Linked DNA regions of Mus musculus: region 1 is linked to region 2. The links are chromatin contacts, called in public promoter capture Hi-C maps. All regions are on one chromosome and are shown on one strand. Each heading gives the region's core, a stretch centred on a gene start, on an enhancer-like site or on the middle of the called end of the contact. The rest is flanking DNA. Distances are from core to core; before and after follow the strand shown. Region 1 overlaps Syne1 (spectrin repeat containing, nuclear envelope 1). Region 2 overlaps Rmnd1 (required for meiotic nuclear division 1 homolog).

Evidence for each region. Capture Hi-C pulls out chosen DNA fragments and counts their contacts.
Region 1: a promoter capture Hi-C map of adipose tissue shows a contact between it and region 2. The contact joins two enhancer-like sites. A contact is called at or near these places in 3 of 15 datasets of contacts at CTCF or cohesin (the NIH/3T3 cell line, large pre-B cells and pro-B cells), 2 of 484 Hi-C or Micro-C datasets (bone marrow-derived macrophages and embryonic stem cells), 5 of 115 datasets of contacts at active chromatin or transcription factors (the 230-238 cell line, bone marrow-derived macrophages, embryonic fibroblasts and 2 more) and 2 of 9 other capture datasets (adipose tissue and macrophages).

What each region holds. Positions count from the first base shown.
Region 1 is chr10:5,184,116-5,187,153 of GRCm38.p6, reverse strand. Syne1 (spectrin repeat containing, nuclear envelope 1) reads left to right here. Exons shown (of 146, transcript NM_001347711.1): 93 at 1,234-1,401; 94 at 1,597-1,758. Among named protein-coding and RNA genes, the nearest start is that of Gm51757, 140 kb to the left of the region's middle. Within about 2 kb of position 1,778, at least 34 of the 459 cell types and tissues checked have an H3K27ac peak or open chromatin away from gene starts, as enhancers often do. A contact at or near this core is called in adipose tissue, where this site is marked.
Region 2 is chr10:4,403,756-4,407,130 of GRCm38.p6, reverse strand. It overlaps Rmnd1 (required for meiotic nuclear division 1 homolog), which reads left to right. Exons shown (of 13, transcript NM_025343.6): 12 at 3,141-3,257. Among named protein-coding and RNA genes, the nearest start is that of Zbtb2, 17 kb to the right of the region's middle. Within about 2 kb of position 1,425, at least 34 of the 459 cell types and tissues checked have an H3K27ac peak or open chromatin away from gene starts, as enhancers often do. A contact at or near this core is called in adipose tissue, where this site is marked.

The sequences.
Region 1 (3,038 bases), core at 529-3,028, 780 kb before region 2:
CCAATAAATAAATAGATGGATGTTGTTTTTTGGTTTTGGTTTTGGTTTTACTTTTCAAGACAGGGTTTCTCTGTGTAGCCCTGGATGTCCTGGAACTTGCTCTGTAGACCAGGCTGGCCAGGGACTCAGAGATCCACTTGCCTCTGCCTCCCAAGTGCTGGAACTAAAGGGTGTGCCACCACTGCTAGGCCTAGACTGATCTTTTAAAATTATTAGTTTCTTAGATTTTTGTACCATTTAATATTTGAAGTAATTATATTTTTGTGTGAATAATTCACTCACAAATAGTAAAATATGGCCTCATTTACAAAATTAATAGTTCTAGATTGATTCATTTTTGAGACAGTCTCCTCTAGCCCAGGCTAGCTTCAAACTTGGTATGTACCTGAGCGTATCCTTGGACTCCTCCCAATCCTCCTGCCTTCTCGTACATTTATCTTTAAAACAAACACACAAACACACATATAAACAACAAAAAAACCCTTTCAATACTTATTCAGAATGTTAACCAATGTTGTGAACTCCATTTTGGGAACTAGATCAGGTAGAGCCCACCCCTTTTCTATATTGGTTTAATATAGGCATAGTAGTTAATTCGAGGTGTACTAGCTAAATAGAGGTGCCCAATTAATTAAAATGTACTGGTTAAATAGAGTATACTGGTTAATTAGAGATGCATTGGTTATTTGAGCAGTGCTAGTTAAATAGAGGTATGCTGGCTAATTACAGATATCCAGATAGAGTAAAGATGTACTAGTTAAATATAGATATTTTGGCTAAGTGGAGATGTGCTGGTAAATTAGAGGTGTGTTTGTTAAATAGAAGTGTACTAGATAGTTAGATGTTAACTAGAGACACACTAGTTAAATATGGGTGTGCTGGTTAAATAGAAGTGTAACTGATTAAATAGAAATAAACCTGTTAAATAGGGGCTACTGCATGAATAGTTTGCATTACCATTTTACCAAATATAAAACAAGAAGGTACTTTGGCAATGTGAAATGTTGATATACATTTTTTCATATTTATGAGATTGCTAAAGCAATTATAATGCACTTGTTATCTTTTAAATTCTTTATTTTTAAATGTTATTTTCAAGCATTATTTTTAAATGTTATTTTCACGGCACCAACAATGAATGTAAATCTTAAGCCTTTCCACTGCATTAAGAATAGTTTCCTAAGCGCACTGAACTTGCCTTTCCTTCACTCTGACACTCTACTCTCCACCCAGGACATTGCGTACTACCAAGCTCTGTCAGCCGAGGGGTTGCAGACAGATGCTGCAAGAATTCCCCCCAGTGCTGCTGTATCCCAAGAGTTGTATGAGCCAGGACTGGAGCCTTCAGCGACTGCCAAGCTGGGTGACTTACAACGTTCCTGGGAAACCTTAAAAAACGTGGTAAGTCTTTAAAGCGTTGAACTGTTCAAGCTCCTCAGACATCCATCGCTTTCAGTATCATCTTATGAAATGCACGCAGAGTTACACATCTAGGAGACAGTCAGATGCCCTTGAGTAAAGCTGTGAGGAAAGAAATGTCACAACCTGCAAGATAAGAAGCAGGAAGCTGTTGGTAAGGTCTCTTTTCTTGTTCAGATCAGTGAGAAACAGCGGACTCTCTACGAAGTTTTGGAACGCCAGCAGAAGTACCAAGACTCTCTCCAATCCATCTCGACTAAAATGGAGGCCATGGAGATGAAGCTAGGTGAGAGCCTCGAGCCCAGCCGGAGTCCAGAGAGCCAGATGGCTGAGCACCAGGTAAAAATAGCAATCTCAATGACTTCAGCTTCCTGCGAGATGGATTCAGAGTACACTGTAGCTGGCCTGTCAGGCTCCTCGTGGGGAGAACAGGGCAGCAGTTCTTGTTGGAGTGAGCAAGATTCCAAAAGGTGGGAGTTGCCACCACTCCTTCAGGGTGGGTGGGGTCTAAGAAGGAAACAGAGGAAATCAGACCTGGATTCTAATTTTAGAAAACTACATGCGTTGGTGTTGCTTGGGGATTTTTCTGATACTAGCTGTCTTTTCTTCTAGTTGCCAGATTGATTTTGTTTAGTTATGAGCCTTTGTTGTAAGAACAAATATGAAATTTATATCCCAAATTGGCCTCATCAGGGAATGCTCCCCAGATTTCAGTGGGAAAGAGTTCTAAGTTTTCATCTTGTGTTGCTCTGACTCCAGTCATTTTTCAAAGCTTATGCAAGTTAGAGAAAGAGTCAAGATCTATGTGAAGAAAGAGCTGATTCCATAAATCTAATTTAGAAAGATGCTACCCAAAAGGCAACAGCTTAAAATGTATGCTAAAATCACACATGGCGAGTGGGCACTGCCAGTGAGACCTACTCAGTGCTTTAATGTCACTTATGTGGCAAAACTGAGGTCTAAGGATGTGGAGACCTGCTTTAGTCTGGGTGCTGAGTCCACACGACATAGGAAAGTACTGCACAATGCTAATTAGGACCCAGCAGCATATGACAGTCCCCCCCCCCCAAAAGCAGAGGGCAAGAAAGATGTTTTTAGTTGTTAATTGACCTATAGGCCCCATAGATTGATGCATGGTGCTTTTTGCCTAGAATCCAGGTTCAGTTCCTAGCACCCTCCTGGTGGTTCACAACCACGTATAACTCTAGTATCAGGGATCTGATATGATCTTCTGACCTCTAGGCTATCAGACACACAAGTGGTGCATATGTATGTGTGTATACATACATATATACATACACACACACACACACATGGACCAAACAGTCCTAGACATAAAAGTAATTACATGTAACTGAACAAAAAAAGCCAGGTGTTCAGTACACATCAATAATTCTAGCACACAGGAAATGAAAGAGCAGTCCAGTGCAACTAGACCCACTTAGGGGACCATCACAGAACAGAGCAGGAGCTGGAGAGGCGGCTCAGTGGGTAAGAGCACTTCCTGCTTCCCAGCACCCCTCTGAGAGATTCATGGCTATTCAAATCTCTTGCTCCAGAGGATCAGATGCCCTCTTCTGGCCTCTTCAGACAACCCCACACACGTGGCACTTACACAG
Region 2 (3,375 bases), core at 176-2,675:
TCTGTAGTAGTTCCATATTCCAGATGTCTGAGACATTTGCTAATCCAGGTTGTCTGGACAGATGAAACAAGTATGGCTTTCCTGATTGGAGAGTACACAGGCTGAAGATGAAGATGTGAGGGAGAGACCAGAGTTGTGTGTCAATGAGGCCTCTCCAGCACTGGCATCAGCTAACTGCCGTACAGTTTCCCTAAAACTAGCAGCTGACAGCAGCTTTGTCCTAGTTTCCTGGGCCAGGGCCTCTCATAGAGCTGCAAGCAGTTGCGGCCTGCCTGCCTGGGAAGGACCGGCTTCCTGCCTTTTCACATGGCGGCTCATACACTAAGGTTTCAGCTCCTTACCACAGACGCTTCTGCACAGGGCACCTACTAACCATTGTGTACACGGTAAGGCAGTGCTAGAGAACACATGAGGCAGTGTCTCACTGCCTATTTACAGGCCCAGGCAACTCATCCTTTTTGCTGTGTTCTGTTTAAAACAAGTCGGGAGGCCTGCTGACTTTTTAGCAGCCTACTTCATAAACACTGACCTACATATCCGCATAAGACCCTGGCTACAGAGTGAGTTAGAAGCCAGCCTGGGTTCCATGAGACCCGGTCTCAAAAGGATGTTGATTCCCTAAGTATGGAGTGGCTGGCAGGCGAGTAGCGTGTTGCGGAGGGGTTAGTGAGCTGTGCGGGAGGAAGTGGTTCCGTGAGGTCTCTCAGACTAGGATGCTTAGAATAGGCGCATGCGATGCAAATGCTGTCTCCACTTCTGAAAATAAAGCCCCTTGTGACAAGCTTCTAGGTGCAGCCATACTGAAGTATTCTAGTTTCCCCTTTGATGTCTCTTGGTGTGCTTTGTTATAATAGTCATTACAATGAGATGGAGTATGACTGCCACCAAGATGTAGGCAGCTCCCCCTCTTAGAATTGGCCTGTTCCCACGTAAGCTTAATGAATTGGTCAGGATCTAGCCGTGAGCTCAGGGCTGTACACTGCTGCCTGCACCACCACCACGTTTCCTGACCTCTGCTCTCCCTTTCCTTGGAAATTCTTACTGGATTCATCTAGCTGCATTTCCCTTCCTGGGTCTCCAAGTGATCTCAGGCTCTCTGTACTGACATTCTTAGGTATCCACTAAACCAGCAGTTAGTCTCCTGAGTCTGAAACTGCTTTGGCTTAGGCTAATCCAGCTTTGAACTAAAGAAAACTTAAGTTTAATCATCAAGGGACTTCTTGTTTCAAGATGGGGTCAGTGTAGCTCTGGCTGGCCAAGAACTTGCTATGTAGATCATGCTGGCTCTAGATTCTGAAATCTGCCGCCTGCCTTTGCTCCAGGACTGAGATTTCACAATATTCACCTCCAGGAATGCTCCTTATCTGTCTTATGTGTGTCTGTGCGGAGTCACAGGCAGCTGTGAACTGCTGATAGGAGTTCTGGGGAGCAGCCTGGGTGTCCTCTGCAGGAGCAGTCACACTCCTACCGCTGAGCTCTCTCGAGGCCCCAGGAGTCTTTAACGTTGTTACAGGAACACTGCACAGATTGCTGTTAAAGCAGTAAAGTTGGGGAGGAGCATGCTCTCTGTGCTGTGTACAGTTGAAATGGAGAGAGGATCTTAAAAGATGAGCACACCAGAGGCCAAGACTAAGCAGTGGACAAAGACCACAAAGGACCGCAGTGCCACCCTGACATTTATAGGTTAGAAGCTACAATGTGATTCTATCAACCGCTGTGTTCTGTGTGTTGACCCTAATTGGTAAAGCAGTTAAATGCTCTGTGCCAAACCCTGAATATGACCTGCTATGATGCTACATACTGGAAATCTGGATGCTACACCATGGAATCCCTGCCTAGACTGCTGCTCATACTGGCCAAACCTGCACTCACTAACTATAAATGTTCCGACTTTACAGCTTTCAGAAGTGCACAGGTTCTAAGAAGGTAGATAGCTACACTCACATCCAGGTTTAAAGTCAGATGCTATTTGGTGCAACTCCCATCCATACCCCACTCCAGCTTATCCAAGGCGTCATAACCGAGAACCTTTGCCAGTTCAGCTAGTGATGGTGCCATCTAGTGGTGAGTTTCTGTTACAGGTACTACATGTTTGAGTAAAAAGCCTTATTAGCTTAGCCCCTGTGCCAAATCAGTCTTTTTTTTTTTTTTTTTTTTTTTTTAAGATCATATTAAAGGCAGGTTTATTGGGAATTGAGGCCAGGAGGAGTTGCCATTGGGAGGGATGGGGGACAGAGAAAGAGAGAAAGGGTATGAGCATAGAGAAAAGAGAGAGAGGAAAAGTGCCAAATCAGTCTTTGTCATGCTTAATAAAGTTTCTTGTTCCCGTAACAAAATGCTATTTCTTAAACATCCATCAGTCATGGATTAGTATGCAGGGTTTCTTTTTAAACTGCAATACAAAGGGACCAAGAAATAAAACTGACCTGGTAGTTTAGTTTGCCATCAAGCATGAAGCCTCAAGTTCAGTAGCCAGCACTGATTTCATGTGGTGGCCCATGGAATACCAGCATTCCTGGAGGTGGTAGCAAGAAGACTTAAGGCCACCCTAGGTTACATGAGACCCCATCTCAAAATAAGCGGGTGCGGAGATGGCTTGATTAGGAGTGTGTCCTGTACAGAGTTAAGATCCCAGCATCTGCCGGGCAGTGGTGCTGCACGCCTTTAATCCCAGCACTCAGGAGGCAGGCAAAGTTTGAGTCCAGCCTGGTATACAGAGGGAGCTCCAGGGAAGCCAGGGCTGTACAGAGAAACTCTCTCAAAAGAACAGATCGGGGCTGGGTATGGTGGCGCACGCCTTTAATCCCAGCACTCAGGAGGCAGAGGCAGGCAGATTTCTGAGTTCCAGGACAGCTAGGGCTACACAGAGAAACCCTGTCTTGAAAAACCAAAAAAAAAAAAAAAACAAACCAGATCCCAGCACCCATATAGCTCGCTCACAAACGCTTAGTACAAGCTGGCCCCACAGGCATCTATGCACATGTACATTCATAAACATACACAATAAAACAAAACTGCATTACAAAAAGGTTTCTAGATGGAGTCATTAAACACCCTTTGCTAACCGCTGGTCATCTTAGAGGACTAAGCATAAGAATTTGATGACCTAGCATATCTTACCTGTTTTCTCTTTCTTGCAGGTCATGAATGAAAAACTGCAGCACTGCATGGAACTAACAGACCTAATGCGGAATCACCTCAATGAGAAGCGAGCACTCCGCTTGGAGTGGATGATCGTCATCCTCATCACCATTGAGGTCAGCAGCAGCCCCGCCCGGGCTCTACTCCCAAGTACTTGCATCGGATGACTAGGCTAGTGTGCAAATGCAGTAAGTGAGGTCCCGAGTTTTAAAGACGGCATTGGCTCCTTTTCAT